Regions from separate parts of the Mus musculus genome. Here region 2 is linked to region 1. A link is a contact called in public Hi-C data. All regions are on one chromosome and are shown on one strand. Each heading gives the region's core, a stretch centred on a gene start, on an enhancer-like site or on the middle of the called end of the contact. The rest is flanking DNA. Distances are from core to core; before and after follow the strand shown. Region 1 holds the start of Aloxe3 (arachidonate lipoxygenase 3). Region 2 overlaps Alox12b (arachidonate 12-lipoxygenase, 12R type).

Region 1 (6,676 bases), core at 1,372-3,871:
GAGTGTGTGTGTGAGAGAGAGAGAGTGTGTGTGTGTCCGTGTGCAAGGAGATGGGGCGGAGCGTCATAGGAGCTAGAGGTGACAGCCTCAGGTCAGCGGAATGAAATGTAGTGTATGGAAAGCGCATGAGCTAGGTGACAGGAAGGGTGGATGCAGGTGCGAGAAACAGAGAGGGAGACTAACGAAATTTGAGCTCCCCAGCAGTGCAAAGCTCGGGCTGCTTCTTGCGTAAGCTACCAAGCTCAGACTTGCTCGGTTCCCAGATTTGATCTCACTAAATAAACTTGTTTTGTTGTAAATCTCTGTGTCTTTGGGACCATTTGTTTCGCTTCTTTACAATGTCGTTTAGCGCCTCGGTGAGTCCTCATTTCGGGTTTGAAATATACAGCAACAAAAGAAATTCGGGTCAGTTCGTGGCTGTGAGCGTTGAGAAGACTTCCTTCTACTCTCTTAGGAAGACGACGGGAAATAGCAGCTTCCATGCGGGTAGCGTGGCCGAGCGGTCTAAGGCGCTGGATTTAGGCTCCAGTCTCTTCGGAGGCGTGGGTTCGAATCCCACCGCTGCCAGGCCAGAGTTTTTCTCCTGAAGGCCTCTTTAGTTTTATGAGAACAAGCCACTGCTTGGCTATGAACTTTGGCTTGTCAACAAAACCCAAGATTGCTTCCATATTCATAGACAAGACGTGACAAACATTGTTGAAATAAGTATTCTTATACACTAATTCAGCGCAGATCTTGGTGTATATAAGTGTAATTTAAAAAATTATACTAGAATATCTGTAACAGACATACTAAGCATGAAAAATTACAAACAAATATATTTATTATGTTGATGTACTAGCAAAATGCTAAGGTTCCACCGAGATTTGAACTCGGATCGCTGGATTCAGAGTCCAGAGTGCTAACCATTACACCATGGAACCCCCTCTTCTGTAGTGCTCTCAGAAATTATATACATTATTCTATATCCCATTTTGCATATCACTCCATTTATTCAAACAAACCAAAACAAACACATGAAGCCAACTACTAAAATGTGATTATTGAGTACCTGAAATATGAGTGCTTTCTTCTAAACATGAAAATTAAGGAAGATAATTTAAAAATTCGTTAAAATGCGGATTTTAAAACACCAATTAGGGTTAAAATAAGATTTTCAAATATTGTAGTAAATGAAGTATATTATTAATATTAATAATATTAACTTCCCCATTTTCTTTTTACTCTCTTTGATGTATTCCTCGTTTGTATAGCTAGTACTTTAACGTAATGCTGTTCCCTCTTCTGATTGTTCGGAACTTACGTTCAATTTACATTTCCTTTTAAAAAGAATGCAATTACTTTGTTATTATAGAGCTATTGTCAAACAAGACAGCCTAACAATAGTGTTTGTAAGTGCAGATTCCCACAAAAAGCTAAGCGCCCGAACAGGGACTTGAACCCTGGACCCTCAGATTAAAAGTCTGATGCTCTACCGACTGAGCTATCCGGGCTCTTAGCAAAGCTCTCCACTTTTGCCTAAATGAATTTATTATGATACCTACGTATTCTTGTGTGTATTTAAAGGATGAAGTTCGTTTTTGTCCGAGACTCTGACTTACTGAAACCTAGTCGCTAACGCCTCGGCTTTTATTAGAAGTTAAGGAGGGCAGGAGCGCCACTCAAGCAGGAATCTAGAGGTGCCTAGACCAGCCACGCGGGGCCGCTGCGGGCCACAGGTTTCCCCGGTAGAGTCTATTTTTTTTCTTCCCTGGTCCTTGTGACCTATATCTTGGACACCTAGGGCATACAGGGTGCCTCCCACGGTTCAGCAGGCTGGCTGAGGGAGGACCTGGAGCGTAAAGAATGTCACATGAGGGCCTCCAGATGCTGTCGGGCAGGCTTCCACTCACTTGGCAGGCAGGTCCTATCTCAAAGGAGTGATTGAGGTCGGGAATAACAAAAACTGGAGACAGAGAGAAGACTAGACTTTAGGAGGAGATGGGTGGGTCGGTGGCAGGAAGGAGAACATGATGGCCTTGTCACGTGCTAAGATGTGTGTTATTCACTTGATTGTTGATGAGGTCACCTGGCATTTATGAATTGGTGCAGCTTTCCGATGCACGGTGTGATTCACGTGGGTGATTCACATGTAGGAATTCTGGTGTTCTGGTGCCCATTTCTGGTTTGGAAATAGGAGGAAAAGGCTCTAGGTGGAATCTGGGGAATGGGTGAACATGGGCTTCAGGACATTAGTCAAGCCACTGATCAGACACAAAGTAGTGTCCCAACACGCGTCACCTCCTCCCTGTCTTCCACTTGCCACTTGGTCCCTCCTTCCTTATTCCCTCCCTCACCAATGGGCCCAGGCTTCTGATATCCATCTGGATGAGCCAGCCAGAGGGACAGGCTGTGTCAGAGGCATGCAAACAAGTATTAGGGTGCAAGTCGGTGGGTGGGGATAGTACTCCCGAGCTACCAGCGGAGCTGCCGTGAGAGATCGAGAAAGAGAGAGAGCGCGCGCGAGCCCAGGAACGTCCTAGAGCTGGATCCTTCCTCAGGCCCACCCTTCCCCAGCCCCCAGCCTCCTGCCCAGGAGCTGACTCTCTCTTACCTGTAGCGTACCTTCTCTAGGCTAGCTACTGGTTTGGGGTTATTGGGTCCAGTCATGGCAGTATATCGGCTGTGTGTGACCACTGGTTCCTACCTGAAGGCTGGCACATTGGATAACATCTATGCTACATTGGTAGGCACCTGTGGTGAAAGCCCTAAGCAGAAGCTGGATCGCGTAGGCAGGGACTTCGCCTCTGGATCGGTGAGTACAGAGGAGAGATGGGGAACCTGAAGGAAGTGAGGATTATTCTTGTTGGATTCGTCAAGTCCTGCTGAACTCAGGATGCCTGCTATGTCCTGTGATCATTTTCTTTGACATCCCTGACTTTTGGGAGACGATAAACCATACCAATTGTTCTGAGACAGGGCTGTGGGGAAGGGCATTTGGAATGGATTCTGGGGACTTCCCCTAACTTCCTGGCTTCTCCTATCATTGTTGTTATTGTTATTATTTTCTGTGGTTTTTCCAGACAGGGTTTCTCTGTGTAGCCCTGGCTGTCCTAGAACTCTCTGTGTAGACCAGGCTGGCCTTGAACTTAGCAATCTGACTGCCTCTGCCTCCTGAGTGCAGGGGGAATTAAAAGCCACCACTGCCTGGCCTGGCTCCTCCCCTAATTGACACTAGGCTTTGACCAAATTGATTCCTCTGATCAGATCATGGGTCTCCTGTTCTTTGGGAGGGGTCTGCTTTGTCGGTCGCTAGTTTAGTTTGCTAATGACCCTACATGAAAGTGAACTACTGGCAGTGAGGGTAGGAATCCCTACAAAAATTCACTCAGGCACTGAGTATGGTGCCTGCTCCTCTCTGGATGGAGACGGGCTCTTTCTCTCAATCACACAAAGGAACCACATGGATCAACGACTGCTCAGGCCAATATCCCAGAAAGGTAGCGGTGTTGATGCACACTTCAGAGTGCAAAGATGTCCTCGACAGTTCCTGGTTGCTCAAAGGCCTGCTTGCTGCTTCCCTCACTCCAGGTTCAGAAGTATAAGGTGCGCTGTGAAGCAGAGCTGGGTGAGATCTTGCTGTTGCGCTTACACAAGGAGCGCTTTGCTTTCTTCTGCAAGGACCCTTGGTACTGCAGTCGAATCTGTGTCACTGCCCCCGATGGCTCTGCTGTCCACTTTCCCTGCTACCAGTGGATCGATGGCTACTGTACTGTGGAGCTGCGGCCAGGAACAGGTGGGCAAGGGACAGAGACTGCACAGTACTGCAGAGGCTTCGTGTGAGGTTAGGAATGGAGTCTCACAGAACTCGGCGCGTAGGGAATGTGACTGGGGTTAGGAATGCCGGGATCCCAAAGCAACAGTGTCTGATAAAGAGCACTGCTAAAGTCCTGACATGCAAGAGCTTCCTGGGTAGTGTTTATTGTTCTGGAGGTACACACAGACAGGCTCACACAGACAGACGGACACAGATAAGCACACACAGAGAGACTCACACTCCCATAGCAGGCAGCTAATGGTATCCCTCTGCATTTCTCCAGAATATGGTCTTCTGGAACTCAGAAAGGAATAAACGTACAAGCTAGATCTCAACAGGTAGAAAAGCCATGAATATTTAGAGAATTAACCTGCAAAGATCCTGTACCTTACTTTTTTCTAGCTTTTCTGGTGGGGATGAAGGGTCTGGGAAGTGAGTTAGGCTCTTTTGTTGAATTTTGGATTTCAAGGATACTGGTTTGAGCCCTTTCTTGCCTCCAGAACTCTTTGTTCCAAAGACGTAACACTGGGATTTTGTGTGTGTACAAGTATGCACGCGTTGTGTGTGTGTATGTTATGATAAGTCTCAGAGATGAGAGATGGGTGTCTGTGTTAGAGTGAGGTGAGTGAACATCATTCCACAGTCTACAATGACCTTTTCATTGACTTTACTATCAATCTCCACTCATCATCAGAGAACATGATGGCTTTATTAAAATGTATTGATCCAGTAGTTATCAAGTGTATGCTGAGTATCCTAGCATAGCCAGGCACCAAGCTGGACTCTGGAAGGACAGACAATGAGCATGACATGACTGGTATCCTCAGGAGTGTGTCATGTAGGAGACAAACATGAATGGTTAGGAACACACCTATGACTTGGTACACTGCTAAAGCTTCCAACTCATGATGGATGAACAAAGCGTATATAGACATTCCCCAACACGATGCATGGGGAGATGATAGCAGAGATTGTGCTAAAGAGTTAGGGGGCTCAGACACTGGAAACAGGAAGTACTGTTTGAAAAGAGATTGATATAAAGAGTGGCTTTCACTCCCTACAGCAAGAACCATCTGTCAGGATTCTCTTCCCCTCCTTCTGGACCACAGGAAACGGGAACTCCAAGCCCGCCAAGAATGTTATCGGTGAGAGCAGCCTGATTGGACTCTTTGCCCCACTGTTATTCTGACTTCAGCCTTACTCAGATTGTTCCTAATTCTAACTTCAGTTAAAACCTTGGGAACGACCCCCCCCCCAAAAAAAAACCCTTGGGAACCCAATTCAGATTAGGATTATCATTTAAACTTAACTCCACTCTAACAGTAATCCTGAGTCTGGACCCAGAATACCAATATCAACAGTTCCTTCAGCAGGGAATGGAGCTGTGGCTCAGGAGTAGAGAGCTCGCCTAGCATTCTCTAGGCCCCAAGTTCAATCCCTTGAACACTCTCATAAAACCCCAAAGCCAACACTTAACCAAGACCATCAATTAACCATTCTCAGCCTCTACTGTCCCGATGGAAATCAAATCCCCATATTGGAAACAGTACTGTATTTACCAGTCTTGGTGAACCCTCAAACGCATCCAGACTTTTTTTTTTTTTTTTTTTTTTGAGGTTGGGAACACTTACTGTGTAGCCCAGATTGGTCTATGTCAGCCCTTCAAATTGTTGGGATTTCAGGTGTGTGTCACCAAGCTCGTTTTACTTTAATCATAATATAAGCCCATCTCTGAATCGGTGCTGGGATCTATGTCATTCCCCCAGCACTCCTCTGAGGCTTAGGGATGGCTTAGGGACGTGGTTCAGCAGTGCAGTATGTGCTTAGCACGCACAAGATCCCACGTTCCACTCCCTACATGGTGAAGCCCAGTGCCTTCAGGGAGGAAATCCAATTCTTGTCACGAATACAGCAAGCAGAAAGCAGCAGTGCTCACCTGAAGTCATATTTTCAGAAGTAAAGGACCCTGTGAATCCCAAGATTAACCTTTGCTTCTGTCTCTCCCCCTGGGCAGCTGGAAGATCTTCGCCCCTGGCTTCCCTCGGATGGTGGATGTCAGCAGCTTTCAGGAGATGGAGTCAGATAAGAAATTTGCCTTGACCAAGACAGTACCTTGTGCAGAACAGGATGACAAGTGAGAAGCGAAGGCTGGGGAAAGAGGTGGAGGGGAGGAAAGTAGACCACCGTGTGTTGAGATGGACGCTGGCAGAGCGGAGGGAGGTATCCGAGTCCATGTCAAGTTCTCTTCACCTCTCAGGAGAGGGACGAGTGATGATCCTCACGTGGTTAGCAGAGGAAGAAAGAGGTTCCTTCTGCTTTGGGCAGAAAGGGCAGGGTTGAGACTTAGTAAGAGAGGAACTAGAAAATCTGGGGACAAGCTGAGAAAAGGAATTAAGGGAGACAGGCTCCAGGGCCAATGACTGGTTCTATCCTCTCTACCTGCCCCTCCTCAGCTCTGGGAACCGGTACCTGCCTGGCTTTCCTATGAAGATTGACATCCCATCTCTGCTGCACATGGAACCCAACATTCGATACTCAGCCACCAAGACGGCCTCACTGATCTTCAACGCCCTTCCTGCGTGAGCCTGTCATTTCCCCTGCACCTCTGCTCTTGGCCCCTTCTTTCCCATCCATACCAGGGGCACCTCACAGGACAGCCCCAGCCCTTCTCTCTGCCCCCATTTCCCCACAGATCTTCACATTCCTTCCTTCCTTCCTCCCAGCCTCCCTTTGCTTTGTCCTTCATCTCCTCCCTATTCAGGGTGTGGTCCCAGGGGCCAATGAAGTAGGATAGTCTTTGTCCTTAAGCCTTGAGGAGGTGAGGCCAGGCCATCTCAGGTTCAACTCCAAAGCCCATATTTTCTGGATGTGTAACTTTAA
Region 2 (6,676 bases), core at 2,409-4,908, 46 kb after region 1:
GGTGAGGTCAGCATGTGTCCTTTCCTGATGGAGGCTAGGCTTCTGGGTGTGAGCTGCATGTGGAAAATCCCAAGGAGGTGGGAACCTGTCCTCCTGCAGCGAGCTGAGGCAGGAGGGCAGCAGACTCCCCCGGGCGCATACCAAGCCACACACCCTGGTTAAAGAGTTTGGAACTTTCCTGAGAATAAGAGAGGGCGGGCACTGGGAGTTCTGCAAAAGGATTAGACTTATGGGTCAGAATACCAGACCACGCAGACACAGACGGTAAGGGCAGTTAAGGATGATGTTTTAGTATCCAGGAGGGAGGTGACAGGGACTTAAGGAGGATAAGGGCCATGCAGATGCAGAGAATTCCAGAGTGGGCTAAAGGCTGGAAATGACCGAGTTCAGTCCTGGCCTAGCTTAGAAGATTTTATGGAGGGCAGAGCTCTTTGAAGGAGGGAGTCCCAGCAGCCAACTGGACCATTGACAAGCTAGGGTGAGCACCCTCTGCTGGGTGTCAGGCCTAGCCCAGGACTAACACTGCATGGTCTGTTTCACAATCCCTCAGGCTTCCCCACCTGCTTGCGAACTATACCTGAGCTGATCGAATACGTCACAATGGTCATGTACACCTGCTCGGCCAGGCATGCAGCTGTCAACTCAGGCCAGGTACTCGCCAGCCTCAGCCCCAGTCTTCCCAAACAGCAATGGAACCTCAAACTAATCCATCATCCCTGGTCCAGCACCCCTACTGCCCGCCCTCCCCCGTGCCCCACTTCCCCGCTTGTCTCAACTGAGTCCCTCTTCAACCTCAGTGTCCATGGAAACCCTGGTCCAGTCTCATTGTCTCGCCCATCTGTAGGCCCATCAGGGATACCAGTACCACCGATCCAAACCAGGGCCTTCCGGGACAGGGATCCAACTCAACCACCAGAGAGGGATGCCCAGGTTTGGTTGGTGGGAAGTGGGTGTTTTCTCACCCAGAAAACCACTTCTGCTCCACTCTAGCTGGAGTACACCTCTTGGATGCCCAACTTCCCATCATCCATGAGGAACCCACCGATGCAGACCAAGGGGCTAACTACTCTGCAGACATACATGGACACTCTTCCGGACGTGAAGACCACATGCATTGTGCTCTTGGTGCTCTGGACTCTCTGTCGGGAGCCTGATGACAGGGTACGGGGGTGGGAGGGGCTCTTGAGCATTGGAGAGGCAGGTGGCAAGGATGGCTGAGGGGTGTCGGGGACAGGGAGCCAGCAGGAAGTGGGAGGCAGCAGAAAGGATTGGGTGGATGGCTTGGCTTTGTCCCAGCATCTGGTTCTCTGTTCTGCAGCGGCCGCTTGGCCACTTCCCAGACATCCATTTTGTGGAGGAGGGTCCTCGGAGGAGTATTGAGGCTTTTCGTCAGAACCTCAACCAGATCTCTCACAACATCCGACAGCGCAATAAGTGCCTCACCCTCCCGTACTACTACCTGGACCCAGTGCTGATTGAGAACAGTATTTCCATCTAGTCCACCCTTCTGCCCTCCCCTCCATACACTGCCTCCTATTTTCCAATAAAATCACTGTAAACATTGTCCCGGTCTGAGAACGTGGGGATTTACTGGGCAGCAGGTTGTGGTCTGGGGGTGATCACATACACGGCCATGTTCTCTGCCATCTGGGTAGGCACAGGGCAGCACCAGGTTCCATTTCCAGGTTCCAATCCTAGACAGCCCTAGAGATTCAGGCCAGGCTACTCCTACTGTGGAGTCTCCTTAGTGAAGGGCCTGTCTAGGTAGGTATCCAGGCACTGCTGAGGGTGAGGAGGGGGGAAAAACACAGGGATTTGGACCCTACCTTTTAACTCACAATTCTGGTCCTTGTGAAGAGCCCTCCTACAGAGACTTAGTCCACCCAATCCCTACCTAGGGAAGTCAGATCCAGGGTGAATCCAATTTGAAACATAAACCAAGCGTCACTCTTAACAAAAGACTATCAGCCTACAAGAAACCTGAACTTCCCCAAGCTACACTCATCAAAACTCAGACTCTAGGAATCTGTATCACCCTAAGCCACACTCACGAGCTCCCTTCTGTCATTCGGAGGAGCCAACCCTGCCAAGGGCATTCTTCAAGTAAGCCACTGTCCCCTGATGTCTTCTTCCTTCTCTCACCTGTCATCTCAAGACTCCCTTCCACTCTTCCATTCATTGCCACTGTGTTACCAGAGCCCGCTCTAGCGTGCGTGAGGGCTCACAAAAGCTGCCAGCCTGTGACACAAGAACCTGGTACGTGGCCTTGACAGGAAGTGAGGCTACTGGCTTTTGGTCGGAGGTGGGGGACAGCTGCCTGGTTGGGTAGGCATATTGGAGATCCAGGAACTGAAGTCAAGCTGATGCCCTAAATTTAGTCAGTTTAGAGAGCAGGGCTGCTGTGCTCAGTCCCCTCCTTCTGTGACGATGTTCACCACCCTAGGTGTCACCCTGACCACTGAACAACTGAGTACGGTAGAGCAGATGAGGCCAGGGCAGCTGGGTACACGGAAGGCAGTAAGGAGGAGCCAGCAGAGCTGAGGCCTAATGGGAGGCTGCCTTGGGGAAATGGAACTGCTCGGGTGGGGAGTGGGGGCTGGGTGGGAGAGTGGGGTTGGGATGATGGTGGTGGTGGTGGGTGTGGTGTTGTAGCAGTTTTCTCCAAGATGGAAACATTCTATAGCAGAGGGCTCAATAGGACAGAGAATAAACAACTCAAATAGCTTCAGAAAGTCCCTGAAACTGACCAGATCCATCAGCCAGGCCCTCCCCACCCCGAAGAGTATATAAACAGTAAAGGCCTCTGCTAAGCACTCTCAGAGAAACCAAGATAGGTTTTTCAGGTAAGGTCAGCCACCTGGAAAAAGCAGAGACCACCGGAGCTGCCTGGAAAGGGCAGTCTTAACTGTTGAGCTGTCGAAGGGCTGTGTGGTCCATTCCAGGCTCCCAGCTTCTGTGAGCCATCACACATGCTAGTGTGGGCTTTGGTAACGCAGTGGTTTTGAGTTATATCTGCTCCTGTAAGTAACTCCAATAAAACTCATTGGTTTACCAAGTTGGAGTCTGGTGATACCTGTATTTTGGTCCATTGTGGGCTTCCTTTCTGTGTGATGTTACAAGTGTGATTGGTGTGTGTGTGTTGCATCTCCACAGGAAAAATTGTCACACAACAGGGTCTGGATAGACGTCTCACTTAAGATCAGACTCAGAAAGCCCTCATAGAACTACTCTGGGGTTGGAGAGACCTATGGCTCAGCACTTGAACACCTACAGACCCTCATAACTGTGCAGAACTCCAATATTAGGGGATCTGATGCCACCTTCTGACCTCCATAGGCACTAGGCACACATGAGGTGCACAGACGTATATGTGAGCAAAACATACATAGAAAATAAATCTAGAAAACCAATCAAACCCTGCACCCCGGGGGGGGGGGGGGCGGTGGGAAGCCTGGAGCTCTGAGTCCTACCCACTGTTCTGTTGTTGGGGAATACTTGTTGACAGTATTACTTACAAAGCCTGGGACTTGAGAGTACATGCTGACTAACAGCTGGAAGGCATCGCTGCTCCCCAGGGAAGAGGGGTGGATGCAGCTGCCCTGAAAAAGAGGAAAGGCAAGCCAAGGAGGGAAAACGGCCAGCTCCACAGAGTGCAGTATTGGCTGTGCTCCACTAGGGGGCAGACTGAGGGCCCTGCTGGCCGCGGATGTGTTTTCATAGGTTGACAAGGTTTATCTTATTTTCGTTTTTGTTTGTTTGTTTGTTTTTGTTTGTTTGTTTTTGTTTTGTTTTGTTTTGTTTTTGTAGTCAAAAGACTTATCCGCGTTGAAATAGAGAAAGAATAGGAAGGGAAGGAAGATTCTGGGTGGGAGAGTCTGTAAATTTGAAAACAAAAAACAAAAAACAAAAAACCTAAGCAGAACAAAATCTAGAGGGTTGGGAGAAATGCTTCAGGAGTGATGTCTGCTTGCCCTGCTGAGCAATGAGGACGGCAGTTTGGATCCAGCACCTTTGTGTCAAGCTGGACAGCTCACAAATGCTGTAACTCCAGTTGTAAGGGATCTGGCTCCCTCCTTTGGCCTCAGTGTATACACAGGCATATGCCCTTACATGGACACACACACACACACATACACTTATTCAGAGTGAAGGCAGGAGGTATGTGTAACCTAAGGACTTCCCTTAGTTTAAGCAGTGTAACCCCGGGAAAGCCCTAGACAGGGAACAGTGAGCCACTGTAAAGCAGTGGCTGCATGGCCCATACCCCATAACAGCAATCACACTAACAGTTCATTCTCAGAAAGCCTGCCTGCTTCACCTGTGTCAGATATCAGGGCTTTGCAGTTAGTTTAAACAGCAATTTATGAGACAGATAACCGAATGCCTGACATGTCACATGAGAGGTTAAGAGACTTTCCCAAGGTCCCACAGCTGGGAAAAAGAAGGTGAGACAGGAAGGCCTTGAGAATTCAGAGGAGGGTTCATGCAGGGATGGGGTGGTAGTGGTGGTGGTGGTGGTGGAGCGGTAGTGTGGGTTGGTAATAACTCAACAAAATGTGGCAGAGAGTGAGTCATTCAAAGCCCTTAGGCCACAGGGAGCCTCACTTTTCCATGATGGCTTGGTTACAGAGCAAACACTTCTGGTGGTAGTAGTGGGGGAAATCCTGGACCTCTAGATCAGTCAGCAGGCAAGACAGGCAGAGGCCGGCTGCCAGTCTTCTGGTATTTGGTTTCAAGGAGTCCTCCTATTCCAGTGATGGGCTGTGAAGGCCAGAGGACCCTCAGTTTGTCTCGGTGCTTTCCTGGATGCTGATGTGGACGGTGTCCAGAGCCAGAAGTCAGCAGAGGCAGCCTAAGTCTTCTGCAGCTCTGGGCATGGAGGCGGAGCTCCTCTTCATAGTGAGGATGGGTGGTACGCGTCGCAAAGGTACTGCATTCAGAGGGGACAGTGACCGGTCAGGCACCAGTGCTACGGCGTGATGCACCCATCTTGGCCAGGAGCCAGTGTTTTGCTGGGTCACTGGGCAGGAAGATGGGAGTATCTTGCTTAGATGGGAGTATCTTGCTTAGATGGGAGTATCTTGCTTAGATGGGAGTATCTTGCTTAGATGGGAGTATCTTGCTTAGGTGTCTGAGTAAAGTGGGATGAGGGGACAGGGGAGCATCAGACTGAGACTGAAGAAGTGTAACTCAGTACCACAGCCACGGGGCCAACCACATGGTCTGCTGACTAGCTTCGTGCAGCCCTGGGAAAGCTAACTAACTTTCCAGCTGTGATTTTGCTTCCTCGGTGGCTGAAGTTGCTAACATTTTTTTATTTCCAGGATGTAAAGTGACCAAGGCCAACTCCTCTATACCAGTCTAATGTCACGCAGATGTCTAGTGAGACAGAGACCAGAAGGATGCAAAAGATGCCAGGGGACACCTCCTAGAAGGGTTACTTTTCAACTGCTGGAGTTGAAAAAGACAAAAGCAAAACAGAATTGACCCAGGACACCCCAAGACCAAGTCTCCAGCACAAAAGAGCTTGATTTGCCCTAGAGGGACAAAGGGCAGGGAATACGAGACAAAAAGCCAGGAGATGTAGAAAAAATATCTCGTATGTGTATGGACGTGGCACCAGCCAATAATAAATTTGATGGCCTCTAGCTTAGGCAGGGAATAGGAGATGGGACATTGTGTAGGCAGAAAGGATTCTGGGACAGAGCCAGGCAAGGGAGATTTGCCTGGGAAGATATAATAAGACAGACGCTTGGTACCTGAGCACAGGTAACCAGCCATGTGACAAAATGTAGATGAGAACAAATGGGTTATTTTAAGTTATGAGTCAGAGAAGAACCTAGCTATGTGGGCAAGGTATTTGTAAATATATTTTGAGTCTGAATTTTATTTCTGGGAGCGTGGGGCTGGGAGGAAGAACAGACCTAACTTCTACAAGAGGATAGGGAGAAGGGGAAGGGAACAAGGGAGAGGAGAAAGGGTCTTTGTTTTGGAGTGGGACAAAGGACTGCCTCTGGATAGACAGGAGACAGATGTGGCCCATAGGTAGTTTATAAAGGTTCAAGGGGGAAGCCTCACGTTAGGATGAGGTGTTTACTTTTGGGTATGTTAATTAGGTGAGCCAAAGGGAGCTTTTGATTGCTGGATTTTAATATTTTGATAGCTGGGCCTTGGTGGTCAGCTTCCAGAGAAGGAAATGGCCAGATAAGGGAATAGATCTTGGTGGCTAGCTTGAGGAATGTAATCTAACAGTTCTTAGCAAGTCAGAGGGAGAGAGGGAAAACGGCAAGGTCTGCCAGAGCTATGTTTGCCATGCTTGGGCTGGCTAGGGTCCCTTCAGGAGTCATGACAGAACTGTCAAAGGTTTCAATGAGGGTGGATGGCACCCTCTACGACGCCAAAGTGCATTTTTTTTCCTCTGACACCAACTAGTGCGACCTTTACACCAAGATGCAAATTAAAGAGGAGAAAATACCGCACGTAGCAAAAATCCAAACTAGGGAGGAGCCTGGGCCACGGAGGCCCGGCCTAGCATCAGGAAATGCAGCCTTGGCAGCAGGCTGTGGCTGTCCTGGGGATGTGCCATTGTCCTCCTCCACAGACTGCCAGCCACATGGCCCCACTTTGCTGACCTGAGTGGTGGGATGCTGGTGCTGCAGCAGAGTTGGGGTGGCTA

Evidence for each region. Hi-C and Micro-C count contacts between places; a contact is called where the count stands out from the background.
Region 2: a Hi-C map of myocytes shows a contact between it and region 1, with 2.4 times the contacts expected there. The contact joins the enhancer-like site here to the promoter of Aloxe3 in region 1. A contact is called at or near these places in 8 of 39 promoter capture datasets (the 3T3-L1 cell line, the SN4741 cell line, embryonic stem cells and 4 more), 1 of 15 datasets of contacts at CTCF or cohesin (the NIH/3T3 cell line), 13 of 484 Hi-C or Micro-C datasets (the HPC-7 cell line, LSK cells, Th1 cells and 7 more), 5 of 115 datasets of contacts at active chromatin or transcription factors (the SCID.adh cell line and embryonic stem cells) and 1 of 9 other capture datasets (adipose tissue).

The regions. Positions count from the first base shown.
Region 1 is chr11:69,123,756-69,130,431 of GRCm38.p6, forward strand. It overlaps Aloxe3 (arachidonate lipoxygenase 3), which reads left to right and starts at 2,622. Exons shown (of 15, transcript NM_011786.2): 1 at 2,622-2,794; 2 at 3,571-3,775; 3 at 4,860-4,941; 4 at 5,811-5,930; 5 at 6,250-6,375. The coding sequence starts at 2,648. It overlaps n-TKctt27 (a tRNA gene), which reads right to left and starts at 1,493; the gene lies at 1,421-1,493. It overlaps n-TLtag3 (a tRNA gene), which reads left to right and starts at 486; the gene lies at 486-567. n-TQctg6 (a tRNA gene) reads right to left here and starts at 923; the gene lies at 852-923. It also overlaps a transcript of Hes7 not described here.
Region 2 is chr11:69,168,228-69,174,903 of GRCm38.p6, forward strand. It overlaps Alox12b (arachidonate 12-lipoxygenase, 12R type), which reads left to right. Exons shown (of 15, transcript NM_009659.2): 13 at 551-651; 14 at 991-1,161; 15 at 1,319-1,564. The coding sequence ends at 1,498. Among named protein-coding and RNA genes, the nearest start is that of Alox12b, 14 kb to the left of the region's middle. Within about 2 kb of position 3,659, at least 25 of the 459 cell types and tissues checked have an H3K27ac peak or open chromatin away from gene starts, as enhancers often do. A contact at or near this core is called in muscle stem cells, myocytes and trophoblast stem cells, where this site is marked.